4 separate regions of the Mus musculus genome follow, and regions 2, 3 and 4 are each linked to region 1. The links are chromatin contacts, called in public ChIA-PET and HiChIP or PLAC-seq maps. All regions are on one chromosome and are shown on one strand. The core of a region is the stretch at or near the end of the contact, and the rest is flanking DNA. Distances in the headings are between cores, read along the strand shown.

What was found. ChIA-PET counts read pairs in DNA pulled down with a chosen protein or histone mark. HiChIP or PLAC-seq counts read pairs in DNA pulled down with a chosen protein or histone mark.
Region 2: a contact with region 1 is called in a FOXA1 HiChIP or PLAC-seq map of pancreatic cancer cells. The contact joins two enhancer-like sites. A contact is called at or near these places in 6 of 484 Hi-C or Micro-C datasets (CD4 T cells, embryonic fibroblasts, myocytes and 3 more) and 2 of 115 datasets of contacts at active chromatin or transcription factors (fibro-adipogenic progenitors and pancreatic cancer cells).
Region 3: a contact with region 1 is called in an RNA polymerase II ChIA-PET map of memory CD8 T cells, with 164 read pairs. The contact joins two enhancer-like sites. A contact is called at or near these places in 8 of 39 promoter capture datasets (the 3T3-L1 cell line, 3T3-L1-derived adipocytes, the HPC-7 cell line and 4 more), 4 of 484 Hi-C or Micro-C datasets (CD8 T cells, granulosa cells and uterus), 2 of 115 datasets of contacts at active chromatin or transcription factors (effector CD8 T cells and memory CD8 T cells) and 1 of 9 other capture datasets (embryonic stem cells).
Region 4: an RNA polymerase II ChIA-PET map of memory CD8 T cells shows a contact between it and region 1, with 203 read pairs. The contact joins two enhancer-like sites. A contact is called at or near these places in 2 of 484 Hi-C or Micro-C datasets (CD4 T cells and CD8 T cells), 3 of 115 datasets of contacts at active chromatin or transcription factors (effector CD8 T cells, memory CD8 T cells and pancreatic cancer cells) and 1 of 9 other capture datasets (embryonic stem cells).

Annotation. Positions count from the first base shown.
Region 1 is chr10:98,682,609-98,685,680 of GRCm38.p6, forward strand. No RefSeq gene overlaps it. Among named protein-coding and RNA genes, the nearest start is that of Gm40750, 120 kb to the right of the region's middle. Within about 2 kb of position 1,718, at least 156 of the 459 cell types and tissues checked have an H3K27ac peak or open chromatin away from gene starts, as enhancers often do. A contact at or near this core is called in CD8 T cells, effector CD8 T cells, memory CD8 T cells and 1 more, where this site is marked.
Region 2 is chr10:98,507,132-98,510,189 of GRCm38.p6, forward strand. No RefSeq gene overlaps it. Among named protein-coding and RNA genes, the nearest start is that of Gm34297, 29 kb to the right of the region's middle. Within about 2 kb of position 1,545, at least 61 of the 459 cell types and tissues checked have an H3K27ac peak or open chromatin away from gene starts, as enhancers often do. A contact at or near this core is called in pancreatic cancer cells, where this site is marked.
Region 3 is chr10:98,896,292-98,899,153 of GRCm38.p6, forward strand. No RefSeq gene overlaps it. Among named protein-coding and RNA genes, the nearest start is that of Gm34346, 15 kb to the left of the region's middle. Within about 2 kb of position 1,465, at least 62 of the 459 cell types and tissues checked have an H3K27ac peak or open chromatin away from gene starts, as enhancers often do. A contact at or near this core is called in CD8 T cells, effector CD8 T cells and memory CD8 T cells, where this site is marked.
Region 4 is chr10:98,876,536-98,879,447 of GRCm38.p6, forward strand. All of the region lies in intron 2 of Gm34346 (a long non-coding RNA gene), which reads right to left. Among named protein-coding and RNA genes, the nearest start is that of Gm34346, 4.7 kb to the right of the region's middle. Within about 2 kb of position 1,561, at least 49 of the 459 cell types and tissues checked have an H3K27ac peak or open chromatin away from gene starts, as enhancers often do. A contact at or near this core is called in CD8 T cells, effector CD8 T cells and memory CD8 T cells, where this site is marked.

The DNA of each region.
Region 1 (3,072 bases), core at 468-2,967:
AGAAACCTAAGGACTGTGCTTGTCATTCAAATTTGATGGGCAGTTATCAGAGAACAATCAACTTCCTGATGACCTTTGAGTATAATGTACTCAGAGGCATTGAAAGGACAGGATTGGTTTCCTTAAGGGTTCATATTGAGCTTTCTGACAAGATTCAGCTCTGTCAGGCTAGGCGTTTTCTCTCCCCTTTACAATCTATCTTTTTTCTTTTTTGAGATTGCTTTTTCTGTCATCCCCCTTTACAAAGTCTGACAAAGATGATTGCTCCATGATAGATTTCATTTATATTCCCTAATATCTACTTCTCTTTCACTTTGAGTTAGATGTGAGATTACACTTTCCATGGTCTGCTGAGGTTTTATGTGAAAATGTGATCGTGTGACCAGTGCCGGCTAAGGTAAAGTGAACGACACTCTGGACCAATGCTTTCTTAGCTTGAGTTGTGCTTGCCTTCCTTCTAATCTCTTGCTATTAGAACCCCTGAAACCTGGATATTTAATGCCATCATCACAAGGCAGTAATCCCTATGTGATGGTACAAAGCGAAGCACTTTAGGGGACCAGGAATGTAAAAGAAAGTTTAAGGTGGTTACTACAGCCTAATCTAGACTATAATGTCACATACAAAAGAGTGAAGAACATTGCCCAGCCCAACATCATAAAAATGATGGCACTATAACTCATTTAACATGCATTCCTTAAGCTCTTGCAATGAAAACTAGGATCTAAGGTGGGAGGATGGAGAAAGGAGAATTCTGTTGACTACAAAGAGCTCATTGTTAAACTGAAAAGGGAGAGAAAGTAATAATTTTATGAACACTTAATATGGAATAGAAGATTTGAAGGATCTTTGTCTAACCAGTATGCAGGTAAAACTTAGGAAACTGGTCCTGCCCGGTTCTTAATGTCGTCACTTCAAAAATTAACATGACCTATTTGCATGACTGTGTGTGCCTAGGCAACCTCTTAAAATGGAACGAAAACTTGATTTCTCTCTTTTAAAATACTGGATTGTGATTGATAGCCAAAAGTGGGCGTGTCTATGTACTCCAAATTCTTGGCAAAAACAACCTCCCAGGCAGTAGCTAGTGACAGACCTCTGGCCTTGCTGCTACAAGTTAGAAACAATGGAAAAGGAACCACTTCCCTGAAGCCCAGACTCCTGAAATGTCAGCCATTCTACAGATGTCTCTTTAGGTACAACGGGTCAGGAATTGAACTAGGTTCCTGGGTTGGACCAGTGAACAGAGCATGCTCCTAACCTCATTCCACAAGCCAACAGATACGGAGTACTACTGCTATTTGTTGCACAATTGCAAGTATTTAAAGAGCTATCAAAGAGATTTCTCTGGACCAAGCTGCGGATGGACCACTACCGGTCTTTGTATGGCGATACTGAGATTAATTAACTAAATTGAATTCAGATGAACCTAGAAGACAAAATGAAGATTACCTTTAAAGGGGACTGTGAATTAAACAGAAGTCCCTAGGATAAAATCAGTTCTCCATAAATCCTAGCTATTCAACAGTGGCATGGAAATGTTTGCTTGTGGGATAAAAAACAGCCCTCCGTGCTGAGGGAGGGGACCGGCTGTTTTTACCATATACTAGTTCTTGCTTTACCCGAGTCACTTCTCTATAAATATGAAAACACTGTGCTGGCGCTTCACAGTTGTGTTTTTATGTTTCCTCTGACATCTCTCGAGTCAGCCGTAGGGGGAAGCCCCTTCCTTCCTGCCTGCTTTGTTTTGGTTTTGTGTTTCATACCTTTCCTGGCAACAGGGTCAGTGTAGTTCTCTGGTTACCATAGAATCCAGCTTGCCCTCCTAAGCGAATGTCCCAGGGAAATCAGCAAAGTACAGGAAGAGACACACTAAAAGTCCCTCACGCTCGCCCGCCCGGATTGAGTCAACGGGCACATTCCATTCACACTCGTCCAAAGGGCTTCTAGGTGGGGTCCAAGCTAATATGAGTGGCAGCTTCCAAGTTTTATTGCTTCAAATTCCATGATCTGTCAAATTGGTTTTTTATCTTTCTTTGCAAGATTGTAAGCAGTTTAAATGAGTCTCTTTATTTTACTATTCTTTCATTTGCTGACTAACTCCTTTATTGCTTCTTAAATGAACTCTGTGGCACTTTTAACTTATTCCCCAGCAAAAGGGAATTGGAAAAACGTTCTTGGAGAAAATGGTAAATAGAATACAGAGTAAGAGCGAAAAACAGACTCCATTAAGAGTGAGCATCGATGGGGAGAATGAAAACCTGAGCAGATATTCAGCAACGAGCCATCAAGAGCTGAGATTAAAGCAATGCAGATTGCACGTGCAAAAAAACATGCATTTCTAGAGACGGGAAAAAAACTCGCACTTTCTCAGACCATATTTTGTATAATCCACTAATAACCTTCCAAAGAAACTTTTTTTTGTTATTCTTATATTTTGAATGGCGAAATAGAAATGAAAGGGGTCACAAAACCAGAAAGCACTTTTTACAGGGCTCCAAATCCCTCAAGAAAAAAAAAATAATAACATTTTTTGTTATTTCACTGCCTTATGAAATCAATTAGAACTTGATAGCCTCTCGGGGAGATTAAATTTTTTTAAAAATACAAAAGAAAGGACAATGGGGTCACAATGGGGACACGGCACAAATGCAAAGTTACAAAGAGACAGAAGCACATGGAAAAAACAAAACAAAAAAAAAAAAAAACAAGATTCTTTGTTCCATTTTCCGTGCAGAGGATGGTGCCCTGACATTCAGGGAACCAGCTCTGTGCTTTCTCTTGGTGAAGAAAACATAAAGTTCCCTGGAACAGGCCTGGGGTTAGTAGACACTGTGTCCTGCTACAATAGCAATAGCCATCGATAAACAACCACTCACAACTTTCTGTCTTGGTTAAGCTGTTATCTTCGTCTGTAAAAGGCAACGTGGGCTTTTTTTGCGGTGCTTTTAAAAGAAAACAGTCTGCCTTTGATGGAATGTCATCTTTAAACTTTGCTTAGGAGTGTGAAGGCATTCTGTCAATATCTTGGAAACGAAATCTCTGAGAAGCAGGTTTCTGGCCCTAAGTTAC
Region 2 (3,058 bases), core at 295-2,794, 180 kb before region 1:
TTTTAGGTAATATTTTATCTGAGCAGGGCCCCAACCAAACATAAAAATTAAACACATTTCACTTTCAGCATGGAGTCGACTAGAATTGACTCCTGAAATTAGTTATTTGAGAAGCACTTTATATTTTTATTATCTAAATTGTAGAAATAATGGTAAAGTTTCCAATGAACTGTCTCAAAAATATGCACAAGGGACTTCAAAGGTAAAATTACACTGAAGAGTTTGTGTCTTGCCAAGGAATAGTGTTCTATAGAGCAATGCTCTCATCTAATGTGTATAAAGATATAATTAAGACAACATAGTAACCCCCTCTCGTACTTTCGTGAGTTGTACTCTATCTTGTCAGAGGAAAGACAGCTAAACACATTGTCCTAACATGGTATAATGTCCTGTGGAAGATGAACACATGCAGTGTTAGAGTGTTTAGATTTAAGCTTTCATTTCATTGTGAGATGCCCTCACTCTGTAAGCCTTTGCTGGCCTCAGGAGCTTTTAGCGAGTGTATGTGCTTGTGAGTGTTTACTTTAGACATTAAAAAAAGAGTCTTTTATAAATCTCATTACAACTTTCTTTCTCCTACTCCTCCTATGTTCAACCTCCTTTCTTAATTCACAACTTCTTGTTCTTTAACCATTGTTAATACACACACACACACACACACACACACACACACACACACACACACACACACTGATGAGTCCGTGCAGTGTTCCTTGCATGGATATGTGTCTTGAGCTGACCACTTTATTGGATAACATTCACTATGACGGGAAAATATCTATGAGATCTCAACAACATGATTGCCTAAACAGGACCTGAACATTTCAACAAGAGTCGGCATCCTTGCGTAGATGGGAGAAACCTCACAGGGGCCATCTCTATAGAAAAAGCTATAGACAACAAACAATTTGAGGGAGGAAAGAGAGGAAAACAGAGACAGACAGGAGGGAGAGAGAGAGAGAGAGAGAGAGAGAGAGAGAGAGAGAGAGAGAATATTAAGCTTTGTAGATATTAAGGGAATTTTTTTTTTGCTCTCACTACTTGAGACCACAAAAACATGCTTTCTCATCTTAATAAAGTTAATAGAAAAAAAATGGCAATAGTACTGGTTGCTGGTCCCTTTGTTTCTTTAAGTAAATTAAATACAAAACACCTGTATTCAATGCAGGTGCCTAACAGAGTTTTAGAGAGGAAATAATTAAGGCCATTTTCCTCCTTACCAAATCAGTATCCCAAAAAAGAAATCCCAAGGGAGGACTAGTGTAAACACACGTAATCCAACACTCAAGGAGGGGGCTTGCGTTTCTGTCAAAGCACACAGCGACTTGCATTCAGACTTCAAGTACACAAACTCAGGGTGCCTCAGTTGAAGGATGCTGATAAAAACATCTTCTGTGAGTCATCCCAGTATGCAGTGTAAAAAAAAAAAAAAAAAAATGTTGAGGTCTTTCCTCAAAGTGTGAAAGGATATGGGAGCTATTCTCCCACCCACTGGGTGGGGTGGAGTGGCTGGATGTGTCACTGGGTGTGACTGCATGATGACACACCATGATGAAAATCCCAGTGGTGAAATTTCACTGTGCATCAGGACACAAGATTAGACCCCATTCCCCACCCCGTTCACATTCCAGCACAGAAATGAAAGGAAGCGGTAGAATGCAAAAGTGGGTGTACTGTCAGGGAGTCATTTTCAGCCCTTTGAGTTCATGAAGAGGTCTGGAAGACAGATGTATGTGAAAGGAATCATCCATCGCAGCCTCTCTCGCTCTTATCTGGAATGAAGAGACAGCTTTGTCATGCAGCTACCCAAGGCTAATCCTCTCCACTCCCTGCAATCTCCTCAGTCTACTGCCTGAGGACCTTTGAAGCCAGGATTTAAACCCCTAAAATTAGAAGCAGGATTATACTGGTTGCAGACTGCTGAAAAGCTTACCACTTCCTGGAAAGAGCAGGGAATGATGTCTGATTGTCTGTGGAGGGATAAACGGAGAGAGGGAATGTCAATTTTAAGAGAAATAGTGAAGGCCAACTTATCAGGTTCTCAATAAATCTGACTAGTCTTTTTCTGACACTCAGACATACTCATAAGATATATTTTCATACATAGAAACGTTACCCAATTGACTTGAGTGTTTGTTTATAAAATGCCCTATTCTCTTACAATTGATCCCTTCCTCCCTCACCCTCTCAAGTGCTTTCAGTATAGCTGGGTCAGCAACATAGTGCATTACAGTTTATCAGTGGTTTCTCCTTATGACTGCACAGCTATCGGGAGATGAAGTTCCCTGTCACCATCTATCAAGAGATATAGTACTCTAAGAGAGTGTAGTACTATATATTGCTAGCTCAAGTAAAGATCAAAATTCAAGGCATTCTTTTTAACAAATGCATATTACCTCCTACCCTCATGGAGTTGAAAGACAACATGACAAACCATTGGAAATCAGGCACCATCTGTATCCATTTTCATAAATCAAGGCCACCTATATTAGCACAGAGTAAAAATTAATAAATGTATCTTGGTAATTACATTTGATGCTATATTTAGACTATATAATGAATGAAATTCTTGTAAGTACCTGGAGCATAAGGACTATAAGATGACTTATTTCCATACCCCTTCCCATTGCATCATAATGAGGTCAACTGTGTCCATATGATTCCCTTTGGCCAACGAATGCGTATTATGAGAGTCATTTCCAAGCAGAAGGTTTATTAAACACTCTGAATGCTTCCATAAGCTCCTTTGTTTCACTTCTACTTAACGGTAATATTCTGGATATAAAAAGAATCACCAAGTGTGGCCAATAATGACAAGGGAACCTAAAGACCCTAGCCAATCATTGAGAAACCTTACGTGTGTAAGGGTATGACATTCCTCATTGCACTATAACCTAGCCAACCCAAACTAATTCGTACTAAGCAACGTTTCTTGTGATTTTTCAAGAGACCCCGATTTCCCAGTCACAGCTTTTAAGAAGCTTTATTTCCATTAAGTGAACGCCTTCGAAGCAGTTTTACATATCTGAAAGGCACTGAGGGGAAAAGAGAGGAAAGT
Region 3 (2,862 bases), core at 215-2,714, 210 kb after region 1:
TTATATTGAAAGGAAAAGAAAGTGCTACAGTAACATAGATTTATCTGTCTCTCGACCAGTTTAGTTGCTATCCAACCTAGTGTGAACAATGGAACAAATTCTTTAAACAAAATCAAGGTTACCACTAGTAAATTAATAATAGGAAACTGTCAACACAATTTTTCATTGATTATAGAAGTGGCTTTATAAGTCACGTTCATTTTACTTAAAACTGAAATCGGAATGATCTATAATATAACATTAGAAAGGAAAACAAAGGAGAGTCTAATTCCAAGTTCTAAGTATCACAGGGGAGGGGCCATGGTACCAATAAGATAACTGGCATTTCTAGCCTTCACAATGTTACCAGTGTTAGTAGCATGAATATTTTTACCACCAATAGGGTTTAATCAGATGGTTTGAGAGAGTTCTATTGAGACAGAGTGTCTCAATGTGTAGCCTAGACTAACCTCTAACTCATAGTGATCCTCCTGCCTCCATCTCATCCTGGGATTACAAGTATGAGCCACCAAGCCCAGTTCTTTTTTTTTTTTTTTTTAAATTAGGTATTTAGCTCATTTACATTTCCAATGCTATACCAAAAGTCCCCCATATCCACCCACCCCCACTCCCCTACCCACCCACTCCCCCTTTTTGGCCCTGGCATTCCCCTGTACTGGAGCATATAAAGTTTGCGTGTCCAATGGGCCTCTCTTTGCAGTGATGGCCGACTAGGCCATCTTTTGATACATATGCAGCTAGAGTCAAGAGCTCCAGGGTACTGGTTAGTTCATAATGTTGTTCCACCTATAGGGTTGCAGATCCCTTTAGCTCCTTGGGTACTTTCTCTAGCTCCTCCACTGGGAGCCCTGCCAAGCCCAGTTCTTACACCACTACTTTAAATCTTTCACTAGCTAATTCCCCATCAAGTAACAAAGAACATCAACTGTATTTACCTACTATGATCAAGTTCTGTGCTGTCAGAGTAGAGAGATAGAGTTAAGACGCGGCAATCCAAGATTCCAAACTGTAAGCGGGCCTGTTGACAAGGGAGGTAGACCACCTTACACAAGCACCAAGGAAGAATCCAGCCATGCTCAAGAAAAACAAAACATAAAGTAGTCAGAAAGCAAGGGCAAGAGGGTTCAGAATAAAGGCTTAGACACAATAGATATGCAACAAACACAATAGAAGAAAACTTTCTTGACATCTAAAAATGTTCTCTTTGTCAGGTCCATATTTTAAACTCAGAACATTTCCCTAGCATATACTTTACCGTGGCCTAAATTACCAAGCTACAGCTTTGAGTATTAAAGTGGAGCATCTCTAAAGCCATAGATGTGAGAATCAGAGTAGTAAATGAGAAACGGACACAAACAGACCGGTGATTTTAATCTTCGTGGAATTGGTGAGGTTGTGGTTTTTACAAATGAGAAGCGCACCGGAAGTTGGGTTGTGAATGAAACGCTCTAACAGGAACAACTTGACTTTGAAAAACCAATCTCTAAGGGTGAGACTAGACTGCTGACCCAGAGCAACAAGAGAAGTGACTGTAATTATGATATTAAACCAGGCCTTTTATGGCCGATAACTTAAAAGGAATCACAAATCTCTTAATTATATAATAAATGCATTTCTAAAAGCCTCCTAAGAGTTAGCAGTGGAGACCAATTAAAGCAATAATAGTTTACTCTCTGCTCATTAGGTTGCTATCAGCAAGCTTGGCAGCCAAACAAGGAAGCAACAACAGAGGAAAATGGACTTTTGTCCACATAGAGTATTAAAAGTCTGGGCATCTCTGCAGTCATGGAAAACTTTACAAATTATTACATGAGATGCCTGCAATTAGTGCATGCACTACGTGAACTATAGTGGAAAATGACATGGGGGGGAAAAGTCCGAAAGTCACATGTCTTTCAATGTCCTGAGTCACCATCACCACCACAATAATGTGAACTGGGCAATTGCTACACATCCCTTTTTAGGAGGAGGAACCAAACAGACAAGAGAAATGTTTGCACAATGAAAAGTCATTCCATGGTAACATAAGAATTGAGCTATTTTGGAACGAAAGAATTAAACACATCAGTGGAGTAAGTTCCTAAATGTTCTATTATTTGAGACCCACCAGAGGAGTGACTGCTTGCTAATTAAAACTATGTCCCTCACTAGTTGGATCCCTAGAATTCATACTGTCAACTATCCTTCAACTGTATAGCATGAGAAGGAGACTCAAGATCTCTGCAGAAATGAGGCTGGGATGAAGCAACAGGAAGAAGGAGCCTGGGTTGCAGGAAAGTACCTGCTCTTTAAAACAACACCAGCAGCAAGGAAGAAACAGAACACCTCCAGAAATAAACCTCTTGAATGTTGACCAAGAACTTGCCCAAACCGAAAGAGAGCTTGGAGTTTTCAATCATTTCATCTTACTGCACAGGCCCTTTGGGGGCTCCACTATTTTTATTTGCTGCTGATGGAGTCGCACCTTGTGTTTCTCCTACAAAGACTTTGTCTCTTTTTGGAAAATGGTTTTGCCATTGGGCTCCTTCCTAGATCAATACGTTCTAGTTGTCTGGATTAATGGCAATTGATTAAATGTGACAATTTTAGCTTCAGTAGATATTTAATGCCAAATCCAAAATATGTTTTTACCCATATCTGTAGAGTTAAGTCGGTTACAGTGTTTATAGGAACCATGTGCATATACAATAGAAAGTTTTATATGTATAAAATTTTCAGTGTGTGTGTGTGTGTGTGTGTGTGTTATACATTGCTCAAGCATTTGTCCTAAACGGGAGTTCTCTATTTTCTATTCTTTTATCTTACCCCCTAAGTTGTTAGCCTCTCTTATGTGTTTGTATTCCTCTTATATATTTAAATATA
Region 4 (2,912 bases), core at 311-2,810, 190 kb after region 1:
ATGTACCACTGAGCTCTTGTTTTAACTTCAAAACACTAAGTAAATTCTCAAAACTTATAATCAAAACATCTGAATCATAAATCCATTAAACATTTTGGATATAATAAAATAGTAAATTTTCAATTCTAAATGTTATTTTTCAGCATAAAATAAAATGTCATTTTAAAACTAAAATTCATTTTAATTACTCTTAAAATTACATTCATATTAGACAACCACATATTTAGTTTTTACTTATATATTTACCACATGCTATCATATTTAATGTTGAAAATAAGATTTTACTAACAGCTGGACTTTTATTATTTTAAAGTTGAAACCACCTTTAAAAATCATTTGATGTAAGCCTTAACATCCAGCATAGAGTCACTAAATTTTAATTTCAGAAGTGACCTCTATGGAGCATAAGGGTCACTGTTTTCAAGATGTTTTGCTATTTAAATACATGCTTCATGTTGCGTTAGTTTAATACATAGAAGAAATAATGTTTACAGGCAATTAGGATTATAAAACTCCTGGTTAATATTAAGTAGGTTTTAGAAGGATCTTCAAACCTCACCTACCCTGTGTGATATACTCTATGTCAAGCCGCGGAAGGATTGTAGGGATTAAACTAGTGTCCTTTACCCGGAAAAACAAGGCAGACACAGGGTCAAGTACATCTCTGAGAAAGGGCTCATCTCCTTCCTAACCCTTGAAACACTCTGACAAGCAATGCTGTGGAATGTACTGAGGGAGACCGTCTCCTATCCTTCCGCACCACTTTATTCTCTAAACTTTGTGCAAAGAGTTGAATTGAAAGTTTATCAGATCACAAAACGACACCTTTCAATGTAAAAACTATATCATATTCTATAGCATTATTATAATTTTGGGTTATAAATTATTTAGACAGAACTGTTAAGAGTACATTTGGAGGTTGTAGGATTTTTTTTAAAAAGACTATTTTGTAAATACACTGCACTGGGTGTGGGGAGGGGGAACTATTTCTTTAAATAATAAAGTGAGTGGCCAGAGATGTCTCAACAGGCAAAGATGCCACCAAACCTGACCAACTGACCATGATCTTCTGATGTCCATACATACACACATATACTGACTCTCTCTATCTCTCTCTGTGTCTGTTTGTCTGCCTGTCTGTTTCTCTCTCTCTCTTCTCTCTCTCTCTCTCTCTCTCTCTCTCTCTCTCTCTCTCTCTCTGTGTGTGTGTGTATCATTGCCAGGGTTCACTTTTTAAATTTTATTTCTTTTTCACATTTATTGGTGTGTGTGTGTGTGTGAGAGAGAGAGAGAGAGCATATGTTGTTATTTGTTTATTTGGGTTTTTTGTTTTTCATAGGGTCTTATCTTGTAGCTCAGGCTAGCCTGGAACTTTTTATGTAATCCTGGGTTGACCTCAAATTTGCAATCATCTTGCCTCTGCCTCCCCAGTTCTGGTTTACAGGGTGTTCCACTACGCCCAGTTGTTTGTCATCGTTACCATAGAAACTAGATGACTGGCGAGTTAAGTAGACACCTTCTCAGAGGTCCTCACCCTAATTTCCATACCCTGGCAGCATGACTTTTGTACATAACATGTATCTGCTGAGCATCAACAACTGCCTATGTGAAACCAGAGTTCAGATATGTGGTTAGACACTACCAGGAAAGAGAGAGAGAGAGAGAGAGAGAGAGAGAGAGAGAGAGAGAGCTTTCCATTTTTCAGCTTTAGTAAAAGAATGTATGTAGCTGGCAGAACAATGCTTTTTTTTTTTAAAAAAAAACAGGGTACAGCTGGGATGCTGACAATTACTGGAGAAAAATACTGTGATAACTCTTAAAATATATTATTTTTTTCCAAAACTATGTATTTTCTGATGTGAAGAGCTGAGCTGGGACCATATATGTCATAACTAAAAGTTACTTCCTAAAAAGAAAAAAAAAAAAAAAGAAAATCAAAGTGAAAAACTGCTTCCAACTTCCTCAAGTCCTTGTTCTACCAAGAAAAGCCAGCAGGACAATTGTGCCAGAAGAAAACAATGTTAAGAACTGGTCGATTAGAAGAGATAGATGAAAGAGTAAAAAACTTGGAGAAAATTTTTAAACATACATTTAGTGCCTTTGATGAAAGATCAGGGAATGAGAGGGGAGGGAAAGGGAGCAAAAAGGAGAGAAAACGGTGCTAAAGAGGTTGTGTTGGTTTAATCCTTTTGTTCTTCCCCTAAAAACACTTTTAAAAACAGAAAGAAAGAAAAGCTAAGCTATGGAAACTGTCTCCACCCAAAGTGACAGAATTGAAACTCACTGTCACCAGAGTAGCAGATTTGCTTCACCATTACATGCCCTGCCTAGCACTGGTGGACCCTGGCATCACCTGAGCCATTCCTTCACCTGCATCTAACTCCATAGTTGGCTTCCTGCATCTTTTACAACTGCAGAGTCCCAGGGGTGTAAGATCCTGGCACAACAGAAACAAGGAGAGATAATGGGGATTTGGCACCCACCGCTGAAGTAACAAATCCAGGTAAAGATCCTCCCTGGATGCTGATGTTTTAGGCTCAGAAACACTCCACAAAACACATTAACCTAAGATGAGAAAGTGTGGTCCCACAATGAAGAATCTTGAACTTCTCGCCTTGATGAAGTTAAATGTTCAGTCCCTCAACACAGGACCATAACCTGACATTCACCTGTGTGCTATTACTGCCCAAAACACTGAAAAGACTTTAACCTAAATCTAATTCTGAAGAAGCAATCAAACAAACAGAATTTAGGACTCTCTCTATGACAAGTGACCCGGACTTTTCAAAAACAGTATCCTTTTTCAAAATGGAAAATAGCTCTATTCAAAGAGATGGAAGATACTGTACTCAAATATCACACAGTATTCTAGATCAGTACCTTCAAAGTATAAAATAGCTAAAAATGATATT